Linked DNA regions of Sus scrofa: region 2 is linked to region 1. The links are chromatin contacts, called in public Hi-C maps. All regions are on one chromosome and are shown on one strand. The core of a region is the stretch at or near the end of the contact, and the rest is flanking DNA. Distances in the headings are between cores, read along the strand shown. Region 1 holds the start of LOC106504234 (putative olfactory receptor 2I1). Region 2 has its middle 15 kb from the start of OLF42-1.

Region 1 (6,148 bases), core at 1,042-3,541:
GTTCTGCCTGCCCTGGGGTCTAGCAGGTCTTCTTTAGGTTGGGTGAGGTGGGGGAGGGATTGGTCTCTAAGTGGACCCCAGTGCTCTGCCCAAATTCTGGCTAATAGAGCTTTTTCTTCCCTCTTATTCCCTTTGTTTACTCCTTCATCTGAATTTAACCCTACTTAGCACAAACCACACCAATAAGTGTTGCTCATTACAACAGAGTCAAGCACTCTACAGTGGGCACTATTTAAATGGATAGGTGGGCTTTAGGTTGGACTGATTTCCTGAGATGAGAGACAATGTTTCATTGTCTGGATGGGGGCTCCTGCAGGGTAGAGATTATGATTTATTGTCATTTAAGAATCCACCTGATGGCAGGCACCATGGGGTCCTTCCTGCTCTTCCCATCAGACTGGAATCCCTGGCATATCATCCTACCAACATATGTACTCTTGACCAGTAGATATAACATCTCCTGAGGATGGGGAAGGTCCTCCCCAAATCAGACTTTCTTCTTCAGTTTAGGTGAAAGCCGAAGGCCACTTCCGCCTCACTAAACTTGCAGGAATAAAGGCAGGACTTTTCCCTACAGCACATGAACCTTTCCTGATGGAGGAAAGGATCTCCCCCATCAGCCTTGAACTTCCTAAGGACAAACCTCGCAGATTCTTATGCAGAAGTGAACAGCCTGAAGCCTAAACTGGCTGACTTTCCAGGGAGCATCCCCTCCTTAGGTCCTGGGGTCACACTTCCTTCCCTCCCGACTTACTGACAAGCTTGCCTTCTCCCCAGGAGCCTCCTCGCTGCCCCCTTCACTTCCTTATTTCTGAGGGTGTAGATGAGTGGATTGAGGGCGGGCGTGACTACAGTGTAGAAAAGCGAAACGAACTTGCCCCGACCCTGATCGTAGCTGTGCGTAGGTTGCAGGTAGGTGTAGATGGCTGAGCCATAGAACAGGCAGACGGCAGTCAGGTGGGACCCGCAAGTGCCCACCGCCTTCCTGCGGCTCCGTCTGGTCCTCATGGCCCACACCGCGCGGGCCACGGCAGCATAGGAGGCCAGGATGACGGCGGACGGCACCAGCAGGATGACCGCTCGGGCGGCGAACATCTGGCGCTCGGTGGTCTTTTGTCCCCCGCCGCCGCAGGCCAGCTTGAGCAGCGCGGGCAGCTCGCAGATGAAGTGGTCCACCCGGCGGGGCGCGCACAGCGGCCGAGCGGCCAGGAGCGCTGTTTGCGCGGCGGAGTTGGTGAGGCCGCCGAGCCAGGAGGCGACGGCCAGCCGCGGCAGAGGCGCGGCGAGGCGAGCCCGGCGTAGCGCAGCGGGTGGCACACGGCAGCGGCGCGGTCCAGGGCCATCACCGCCAGGAGGACGCACTCGGCCGAGCCCAGCGCCAGCGACGCGCCCAGCTGGGCCAGGCAGCCGCTGCGCTCTAGCCACAGGGCCCTGCCGCGCAGGGTGGCCAGCAGCGGTGACACCACGCTCGTGGTGAAGCCCGTGTCCACCAAAGCCAGGTGGCAGAGGAAGTAGTACATGGGCGCCTGCAGGCGCGGGTCTCGCACGGCCAGCAGCACCAGCGCCGAGTTACCAGTCAGAGTCAGGAGGTAGCAGAGGAGAGCCAGGGCGAAGAGGACAGGTTGCAGGGAGGGCTGGTCGGAGAAACCCAGCAGGAGGAAGCGCTCCTCTGTGCTGCGGTTGCCCTAAGGGAGGAAAACTCCCAGAAGGTTTGGAAGGGCGACCTACCAAAGGGTGACGTCTCTTACAAACAAAGGAAAACCCAGGCAAATGGGGTGAGGAGGGGGAAGGGCCGGAAGCGCTCACGATGTTTCTGTATCCATCGGGCTCGGAGCTCGTTTAAGATCTGAACCCTCCTGCTGAATAGCATTGAGAACTATGTCTAGATACTCATGTTGCAACAGAAGAAAGGGTGGGGGAAAATCTGTAATTGTAATCTATACATGTAAGGATAACCTGACCCCCTTGCTGTACAGTGGGAAAAAAAAAAAAAAAATCTGAACCCGTCGTTTAGGGAGGGAGCCAGATTAGGATGCCATAGTTGATATTTTTATCAGATTCTACGAGGAAGATAAAAATCTCCATTTTATAGATGGACAAACTTGGGACTCCAAAGGCTAAAGCATCCCAAAGTCATAGTTGCTCAGTGGCCCTGTGGACTTGCACTAGGCCTGATTTCTGAAATCAGAGCTCTTTCAACAGCTTTCCTGCTTCTGGTTGTACTCCCAGGGACCAAAGTAGCAAGCTGCTCTTCCTCCCACCTGAATAACCCTGCAAATATTTGAAGACATTGCCCTCTGAGCCTCACTTCCCCTTCTTCGAAATGTGTAGTGACTGAAAACAGGTGTAAGATCCAGGTTTACTATAACTGACACTTGGCAGATCAGACTGTCACCTGCTTTGTTGCCAGTGCCGCACCGACCTCACTAATACAACCCGTTATACTACTGACTACTGAATTTTAATCTGTGGTGACTCTCTCTCCTAGGATGCTTCCAATATCCATTCCCCTCCCACTTACTATCTAGTGTGATAATCACGGTCAACACAATGGCACATGTGTTATCATTCTTTAAACCCAGAGCCATCTGGGTAGAGGAAAGAACATTAAACAGAAAGTCAGGAGACCTGAGTTTTACCTCACACAAGTGCCTTTGGCCAGTGATTTGATATGGGGAAGTCACTTCAATTTCCTCCCATCTCAATTTTCTCACATGAAAACGGAGAAGTTTGAACTAGATGACCTCTGAGGTTCCTGTACTACCTTCCAGGCTCTAATTTTTTTTTTTTTTTGTCTTTTTCAGGGCCACACCAGCGGCATAAGGGAGTTTCCAGGCTAGGGGTCAAATAGGAGCTGCAGCCCCTGGCCTATGGCGCAGCCATAGCAATGCCAGACCTGAGCCGCATCTATGACCCACACCACAGCTCATGGCAATGCCGGATCCCAAACCCACTAAGCAAGGCCAGGGATCGAACCTGTGCGGTTACTAGTCAGATTTGTTTCCTCCGAGTTCTGGCTCTAATTTTAATAAATATTTTTCAAACAAGTGAAAAGCGGATGCAAAAGAAAAAAGTGGTTGCAGAAACCTTTTAACCCTTGAGTGAAACGGAATCAAATTTCCTAATGGATCGGCAACCATCATGGTTGATGTGAAGGATAGAAGTTACATAGAGATCCTTCTACTGTATGGTTCCCGACAAGTATCATCATACGGATTACTTATTTTTTTAATTATTATTATTTTCTGACCTGAGCCACAGCAGTGACAATGCCAGATCCTTAACCCCCTGAGCTGCCAGGTAACTCCAACAGATAACTCATTTTAAACATCATATTCAGTGTTTTTAATTTAAAACTCATAATCTCTTAACTTTTTATTTTTCAAGAAAGAACTCTCTTCCCCATAACAACACATTATGTTAATATGGTTCCCTCATTTTATCTTCATTGGGCAGAACAAGTATTAATGCGGCAATTAAGAACAAGGGTTGGGGAGTCACACTGCCTAAGGTCCAGTCTTGGTTCTGCCATTTTCTAGCTGAGCCTCCTCGGGCAATGTTGCTTAACCTCTCTATGGCCCAGTTTCCTCATGTGAAAAAAATGGAATTCGTTAAGGAGGTCAGATACGTAAAACTCTTGAAAAGAGCCTGACAAATAGTAGATGTTTAATAAATGTTAACTATTATCCCTACTTCACATCCGAAAACAGACTTTTAGAGAGCTCCTACACTAGGTAACTACACACTACACCCTTATAGCTGGTATGTAAATTTATAGCCCTTTTCATATATTAATTCGATCTTTACTCATCTGAGAATTAGATAATACTCCTATTTTAGACAATTGAGGTTAAATAACTTGCCCAAGGTCACATGATCTGTAAATGCTTATCAGGATTTCAACCAAAATCTAATTCCAAGATCTTTGCTTTTGTTGTGGTGGTGCTCGTGGCATTCAGAAGTTGCTGGGCCACGCACGGATCAAACCAAGCCACAGCAGTGACAATGCGGAATCCTTTACAGTTAGGGCACCAGGAAACTTCAATCCCTGCTCTTTAATGAACCAGGCTTTAATATGCTAGGGACTGTGAAGGATAAAATTACATACAAAGACTGACCTTTTTTCCTGGATAATTTTAGTCACAGTGGAATGAGATGTGACTATACATCCTAATACAAGATAAATAAAAGTACAAGAGATGACATTAAGGCTTATGGGCCAATGGTGCTAGAGATGCTTACGCCACAGCCATAGCAACGCGGGATCCGAGCCGCATCTGCAACCTACACCACAGTCATGGCAACGCTGGATCCTTAACCCACTGAGCGAGGCCAGGGATTGAACCCGAGAAACCTCATGGTTCCTAGTCGGATTTGTTAACCACTGAGCCACAATGGGAACTCCCAAATTTTTTATTATAAAAAAAAATCAGCAAAAAGTTTACTTTGCATTTCCAAGAATGCCAGCAGCTCAATATGAATAATTCTTTATATTAACGCTTTCATGACGAAGCAACCAACAACATATCTACTGCCAGCCTCCAGCATTTTAGTATGAAAACTCAGAACTTCTAATTCCGTGATTACGCAGACACACATAGTTCAGACAGGCAAGCCTTCAATCATTCTTCTCCAAACATGCCAAATCCTGAAAACAGTCACGCAATGATCAAATTGGCATGGACATCTTTACTGCATGTACGTGTGAATTCCCACACACATAGCTCAGACACATTTGTATAATACATCCCCTTCCCCACCGCCGCGATAATTCCTTGCAGGATCCAGAACACAAATCTGCTGCAAAAAGTATTCTATATGTGCCTCACATCTCACCGGGTGTTCTAGAATGTGCCCCTCATCCGTAAGACCATTTTTAAAAAGGGCAATGTAGAAATAAGCCTACCTTCATGTCTGAGTCTCTGGCACAGGTATTAGGCCTTCAATTTCCAGATGAGAAGCTGTCTCTTGCTCCTGCTCTGGATTCTCTGGGTCTGAAATGGCAGTGGGAGGGATGAAAAAAAGGCCCAGTCACGTGGCTGCTGGTTTCTGGAACAGGTGTCTGAGATCAGAGCAGGTACCTCAGGAAGATGTGGGGTGGGTGCCTTCTCGCTGGGCAGCAAAGGAATGAAAAGAATGTCTTAGGGCAAGAAGCCCTGTTAAGTCCAGTGAAGCACTGAGATCCAGGCAGAGGCGTGATGTGCGTTCCTGGAGAGCCCTGTAATGAGGTGTAGACAAGGCAAGGAGTTGACCCTTATGATGATGGGAAGTGAGTGTTGGCTGAGGGTGGCAGCAAAAATATTCTTCCTGATTCTAAAGGGCAGAGCAGTTGCAGAGAATGAGGAAGGATGCTGATGAGCCTCTTACTGGAGAGGAAGCAGGGGAATCAACTGTGCCTGTTATTAGAAGAGAGGACTGCGCTCTGGGGAATCTATGTCCCACTCCCATAATTAGTCCTTTGTATGGAGGTGTCCAGAGAGGGCTCCCCCAGGGCAGGGAAGGGAAAATTCTAGAGGGAAAGGCACTTTCAGGGAGAGTATCCCTGGAGTGTATGGAAGCCAGAGGGAGCACAATTCTTTCTCATGACATTGCTATTCTTAATTTTTTCCCCCTGCACTCATGGCATGCGAAGTTCCCAGGCCAGGGGTTAAATCTGTGCCACAGCAGCAATCCAAGTGGCTGCAGTGACAAGGTTGGATCCCTAGTCCACTGAGCCACCAAGAACTCTGCTGCTCTTAATTTTTAACTGGTTTAGGATTTCATTCTCTGTTGAGTGACCTTAAACCAGCTGTTTAACCTCAGTGATTCTCAGTGTCATCATCTGTGAAGGATAGGTAGCCACCCTTACCTGTGGGAAATGTTGTACATTTGATGATATCACCCTTAGGGTTTTTTTTTTTTTTTTTTTTTCCCCTTAAGGCTGCACCTGTAGCATATGGAAGTTCCTGGGCTAGGGGTCGAACTGGAGCTGCAGTTGCTGGCCTACATCACAGCCATGGCAGCGAGAGATCCTAGCTGCATCTGTGAACCACACACCAAAGCTTGCAGCAACACTGGATTCTTAACCCACTGAGTGAGGCCAAGGATTGAACCCGAATCTTCGTGGAGACCCATCCTCGGGTTCTTAATCCGCTGAGCCAGAGTGAGA
Region 2 (6,148 bases), core at 2,697-5,196, 44 kb before region 1:
ACCACCACCAAAAAACTCAAAATACTTAATGAAAGGGGCATCCACATACACAGCCCCTGGAGCAAGGAAGGGTTTGCTAGAGACCATGACGGGAGCTGAGCTGGCCACTGCGGGGAACCTCGAGGAGGCTTCTGTGGTGGGTGCCATGCGGGGCTGTGACACCGTGGGGTGCGGGAAGTGACACTTAGCAGCACACAGAGTTCTCTGCGGCGGAGGGAGGAAAGATCATCTTTTCTCTCCACTCTCTCAGGTCCTTGACTTAGCTGGGGCCCTGTAAGTGAGGCCAGCAGGAGGCAGATTAACACGAGAAAAACAGAAAAACACGTGCATCGTGAAAACACAAGGGAATTCAGTGATGAACCCAATGGGGTGGTTAGAACCGGAGCTTAGAGACCATTTTAGGCAAAACGAAGGACAAGGGGCTTGGGGCTTCTGGGTGGTGGAGGCAAGTTTGGGGAAAATGGTCAGGAAAAGTGGTAAACCAGGGTTGTTAGTAAGGTTTGTTTTGCAGATTTAAGCCTGTGCCTTCTCCTTAGATTAAAGAGTCCTCTTCCTGGTACAGGAGAGGGAGATGCCTTTATAAATGTATATTTACAGAAAGAAAACTTGTGCCCTGTTGTAGAGCTTTTCCTGCAGCTGCTGGTTTTCAATGGCTTTTAGGTTAAAACAGTTCATAAGCCAGGGAGTTCTCTGGCACAGAGGTTTAAGGATCCGGCTATCGTCACTGCAGTGGCTTGGGTCACTTCTATGGAGCAGGTTTGATCCCTGGCCCCGGAACTTCCATATGCCACGGGTGCAGGAAAAAAAAAAAAAAAAAATCCATAAGGATTTCCCGTCATGGTCCAGCGGAAATGAATCCTATGAGGAACCATGAGGTTGCAGGTTGGATCCCTGGCCTTGCTCAGTGGGTTAGGGATTTGGTGTTGCTGTGGCTCTGGTGTAGGCGGCAGCTGTAGCTCCAATTTGACTCCTAGCCTGGAAACCTCCATATGCCTCCATATTTGAAAGGTGTGTATTCAAATCAGCCGGAGGAGGGGCAGTCCTCAAACCCCTGCCCTTGGTCTGAATCTGAAAGCAGGCCTCATCCCATCCCCGACCCAACGACCCGAGGCAATTCTGCACCGCCTCTAGTCAAGCAAGCCTGCCTGGTTCTGATGGCCTTCCAGAGCCACTGTTAACTTACAGTGATCTCCCAACATCCTGTAGGTTTCCCTCTCTATCCATGGTCCTTTACTGAGACTTCCACAACTACCTGTTCCTACTCCATCCCTATCAGTCTTACAGTTTGGGAGTGGATCATAAAGCCACAGATAAGGATCAGGGTAGATGTACACTTGCATTCTTCTACAAAGCTGGCATTTAGTGGCCCTGGGACTGGTTTGGGGGCCTCCTTCTTCGGAGTGAACATCAAGGAGTTAACTGCTTTTGTTTGTTGGGGCTTTTAGTTCTGCAAAACCGGAAGATATTGTGATGTATATACACCCTGAGGGGGAACCGAGACCCCACCCCAAGGCTGCACTATTGTTTCCTGGCTGCTCCTCCCTGGTCACCCATCCCCTCCTTTTCCTGATTAGCAACTGCGTGAACCTACCCTTTGGAACTCAGGAAAGCTCAGGGAGGCTGAAAGAGGCCCATTTCCCAAAAACAAGAAATAAGGGACGCAGAAAGGCTTTTGTGTTCAGGACCCCCACAGGGCCCTGCTCCGTTGCACTTCCCCACAGTAAATCAGCAAATATTTCTATTAATTTTGTTCCCTCTGCCGTGTTTCAACCCTGTGAGGAGAATTCTCTGATGCCCACCCACGTTGCCCAAACACTTTATTCTTTCATTCTGTATGACTTTGGCCTCTTAATTGCCCCCAACTCAGTTGTGTAGCAGTTACTTACATGGCAGTTATGTCTCTGACCAACGTGATGGCCTTTGGACACTTTGAGGGTTGTGACTGAACAATCTCAGGCTGGATTTTCTTCTAGAGTAGATAACTGTCCACACAGGCTGAATGGATTCAGAATAAGGCATCAGTCCTAAAGCCTGTTAAACCATTTATTCAACATGTCGGTTTTCATTAAAAGAAATTCTTTACACTGCTTAGTTGACTTCTCTGCTGTATTTCCCTGTGAGTCTATCTGGAAAGGACTTTGCAGTCTGAGGACATTAGGGCCCCAGGGCACAGGGAGCTGAGGAACCGGCACAAAGAGCAGAGGTTTCCAGGTCCCAGGGGAAGAGGACAGAGGTGGTCACAAGAAGAAGGTGTTACATAAATGATTTGAGAAGTGGAATTAGAGTTAGCATTCCTCGTGTGGTTGAGATTAGTATTGAATAGAAAATGGGGATCCCTATTGAGATTAGGGTACAATCTAATTAGGAGGCCGAGGAGACAAGAAGATTAGCACGTGGAGGCGAAAATGAAGATTAGGTTGAAAATAGAGTTAATGCTGCTGTTCTGTGCTGATGCCAGAGTAAATGTTGAATCAAAGCTATTTTGCGTTGGGACTAGAACAAAACTCGGATTTTCCTTTTTCTTTCTTTTCTTTTTTTTTTTAATTTTCTTTTTTCTTATTTCATCAGTGTCGAACCCAAGAGAATTTGGTATTGTCATTGCCAGGGGAAAGCTGGGAGACAGCATCTGTGAGATTAGGAACCCAGACACTTTACACCTTCTCTGGAGACATTCATTCATTTCTAGACCTAATTGGGGGCCAATTTTCTGCAACATTCCAGGCCTTGCTTCCAGGAGTCTGAGATCTAGTGAATGAACAAGGCCAGGTGTGCCCACCACGCGCTGTACCGAGACTTCCTCCGAGCAGGCTTGTGTTTCTTCTTCTCATGGGGTACTTCAGGTGGAGCATTTGATAAACTCTTATTCCAGGGAAGGAAGCAAACTTCCTTCAGCTAGGGGATCAAATTAGACATATTTTTAGACTGAAATTATTTCCTCAAAGTTTACTGAGAGGTTGAAACTTCTCACCAGGACTGGGGAGACACTATTTGTATCAATCTTTTGATTGATAAACTTGAATCTCAGTAAACTTGAATCAGTCCACCTGGGTCCAAATCTCTGACATTTTTAAGCGGCTACTTACACTGCATCTGAAAAACGATAACAATATTATCTGCTTCTGTGTTCTGTTAAAACACTCTAATTAAATCAGCCAATATGTGTAAATTACTTCAAATGGCCGCTTGGATATCAAAACCTGTATATAAATATCTGATAATACCATAATAATCACCTTTCTGAACAAGAGCACGGACTGATGACAGACATGGAGAGGCCTTAGGAGTCTGGGATGCCAGATGCAAAACCCCCATTTTGCCACTAGATGGCACCAAAGCCTGCATTGTCAAAGCTCTCCCGCAGGCATCAACGTTGATGTCTGAGCTGTTTCTCTGTGATTTGTGAGTGCTGTGAAAGAAGAAACCTTAGAACTGAAGAAGTTAAGCTTTCTTCTTGAGGCTCTGTTCTGGCTCTTAGCCTAAGGACACTGAAATGTTTGATGACCGTATGAAAACAACAGCATGTATTTGAGAAGTTGCCCGGTTGGAAGTCACGGGGGCCTGAGTTTTAGTTCTAACACTGTGTGAGTTTTAGTCCTAACACCGTGTGTTCTGGACTGACTTTCTTCTTAGGCTTCAGCTTCCCCCATCCCTGCTGTCATTTGAGGGGATAATAGAGTGAGAATGCAAAACACACACATGAGGAAGTGGAAAAAGCTTGGGGGAGAAGTAAAGAATATACAGTAGAAAATAGAAATGGAGGTGAAGAAATAGTGATGACGTGAGAGGTGATATTGAAACGGAGATGAAAAAATTAGGGACGTCATCATGGAGGTGAAGACCATTAAAAACAGAAAGTATTACATTTGATTCATCTGTTTCACACAGAGATACATACCTCCCCTTAACACATTTTCAGTCTCTGTCTTTTTCTCACATACATACACCCACACTCACACGTACGCACACACACGTGGGTGTTATCCATTTCTGCGATGTGATGGGTGTGAGGAAGAGGGGGGGTAGGAGCACAAACTTCCTGACAAAACCGTGAAGAAGCTCCTCTCATTTTTAAAGCACATGAAGCATTTCTCCCTCAGCTCTCCCTGGCGTCCCTGTCCTGCCCCAGCAACCTCCCGAGCGCCCTCTTGACCTCCTTGTTCCTCAGGGTGTATATGAGAGGGTTAAGCGAAGGCGTGCCCACTGCATAGAAGAGACCAAAGAACTTGCCCCTCCTCTGGGCATAGGGACTTTTGGGCTGGAGGTAGACGGCAATGCCCGAGCTGTAGAAGAGGGTGACCACAGCGAGATGGGAGGAGCAGGTCCCCAGGGCCTTCCTCGGCAGAGCTGATCCTCAGCACTGCCCGGGCGATGGCACCGTAAGAGATAAGAATGAGGGCGAGTGGCACGACCAGGAAGACGACACTGGACACAGCTAACTGAATTCCATTGAAGGTGGTGTCTCCACAGGAGAGTCGAATTAGAGAAGGGACTTGACATACAAAGTCATCTATCTGCCGGTGGGGGCAGAAGGGCAGGCGGAGGGTGGGTGGTGTCTGGACTATCGATTGGACCAGACCCATCACCCAGGCCACCGCCGCCAGCTGCCGGCACAGGCGGGGGTGCATGATGGTGGCATAGTGGAGGGGTTGGCAGACAGCCACATAGCGGTCAAAGGCCATCACTGTCAGGAGGACACACTCAGTGGTCCCCAGGAGCAGGAAGATGAAGAGCTGGACAGCACAGCCAAGGAAGCTGATGGTCTTGTGTGGGCCCCACAGGTGGACCAGCATCTGGGGGACACAGCTCGTGGTGAAACAGAGGTCCAAGAAGGAGAGGTTGGAGAGGAAAAAGTACATCGGGGAGTGGAGCCTGGGGTCCAGCGCAGACAGCAGGATGATGAGTGTGTTGCCAGCTAGAGTCAGGAGGTAGGAAGCGAAGACAACCACGAAGAGGATTCTCTCGAGCTCTGGGTGTTCAGAGAAGCCCAGAAGGAGGAAGCCTGCCGGGGAGCTGTGGTTGACCATGGTCTGTTCCTGTCCAGACCTAGAGGGCTGAGGGCTGTCAGGGGAGTGTGTTCAAACTGTTTTATGAAAAGTCACTCTGGGTACTTGCCAGGTCGCAGCAGGTGGGTGTTTCTCTTTTGCTTTCACTCCCTCAGCCTCTTTCCCAGGACGTCATCGCCAGCAGCTCCTTCTCCCCTCTTTCTCCAGGTCACATGTTGCCTAGTGGGATTGAGGAAACCATGAATGTGCTGGAAACAGGTGGAGCCTCACACTGGTTCCTCAGAGACACTGGCTGAATTTAAAGGAGGCTGATGTAAAAGATGGATTAACTAATTCATTAACCCAGCGCCTGTGTATTGAGTTCCACCAAATTTGGAGCACTATTCTAAGGGCTGTATTGTACCTTATGTATTTAACCAAGACTAGGAAGGTAATATATTTTGAATAAATTTTCTGAGTATAAGTGACCTCTGTAAAGTCGATCATTTCTCTATTGGTCCAATGAATTTTTAAAGCTACCTAATTTTTCCCATGTATTTTATGCTTATTTGCAAGGCAGCTTATCAGAGATGGAATGTTTTTAGCTTTGAGATGGGTTTTCCTTTTGCATCTAGTGACCTGTCCACAGACAGCTTGGTTTGGTTGCCTGAGTCACTGATCAGCAGTCCTGGTGGGGAAACTCATCCACATGCTTGGTCCACACGCCTGGTCCCCACATGGGAAGCTTATAGGCAGGAGGTGACGGTGGCTCCGTGAACCACTAAGTTCAAGGGAACATTGTTAAAGACTCCAAGATAAAGGCCAGTAATACCAACATACTGAGGTAATTAGAGGAAAAGGTCAGGAATGTGAAAGGACAGTTTGGGTGCATATATCAAGCTAAGCTTCCCAGAGGAGGTGACCGGATTATTATTATTTTTTTGGCCGCGCCCATGCCATGTGGAAATTCTCGGGCAAAGAATTGGAGCCACTGCAGTGACAATGCTGGATCCTTAACCCACTGCACCATAAAGGAACTCCTGAAGATATATTTTTCATACCATAAAATTCACCCTTTTAAAATGTATAATTTAGCAGTTTTTAGTATATTCATAAATTCAATTTATGAATATAGTGCCCAATTTATGAATGAGTGCCCCATTAGC

Evidence for each region. A called contact is a pair of places that touch in the nucleus more often than the background predicts.
Region 2: a Hi-C map of skeletal muscle shows a contact between it and region 1, with 4 times the contacts expected there. The contact joins the enhancer-like site here to the promoter of LOC106504234 in region 1. A contact is called at or near these places in 28 of 47 Hi-C or Micro-C datasets (adipocytes, alveolar macrophages, blood and 15 more) and 2 of 2 datasets of contacts at active chromatin or transcription factors (alveolar macrophages and skeletal muscle).

Annotation. Positions count from the first base shown.
Region 1 is chr7:22,494,214-22,500,361 of Sscrofa11.1, reverse strand. It overlaps LOC106504234 (putative olfactory receptor 2I1), which reads right to left and starts at 2,291. Exons shown (of 3, transcript XM_013977578.2): 1 at 2,262-2,291; 2 at 1,271-1,685; 3 at 1-1,268. The coding sequence starts at 2,291. The coding sequence ends at 751.
Region 2 is chr7:22,539,694-22,545,841 of Sscrofa11.1, reverse strand. It overlaps the pseudogene LOC110255266. Among named protein-coding and RNA genes, the nearest start is that of OLF42-1, 15 kb to the right of the region's middle. Within about 2 kb of position 3,946, at least 4 of the 83 cell types and tissues checked have an H3K27ac peak or open chromatin away from gene starts, as enhancers often do.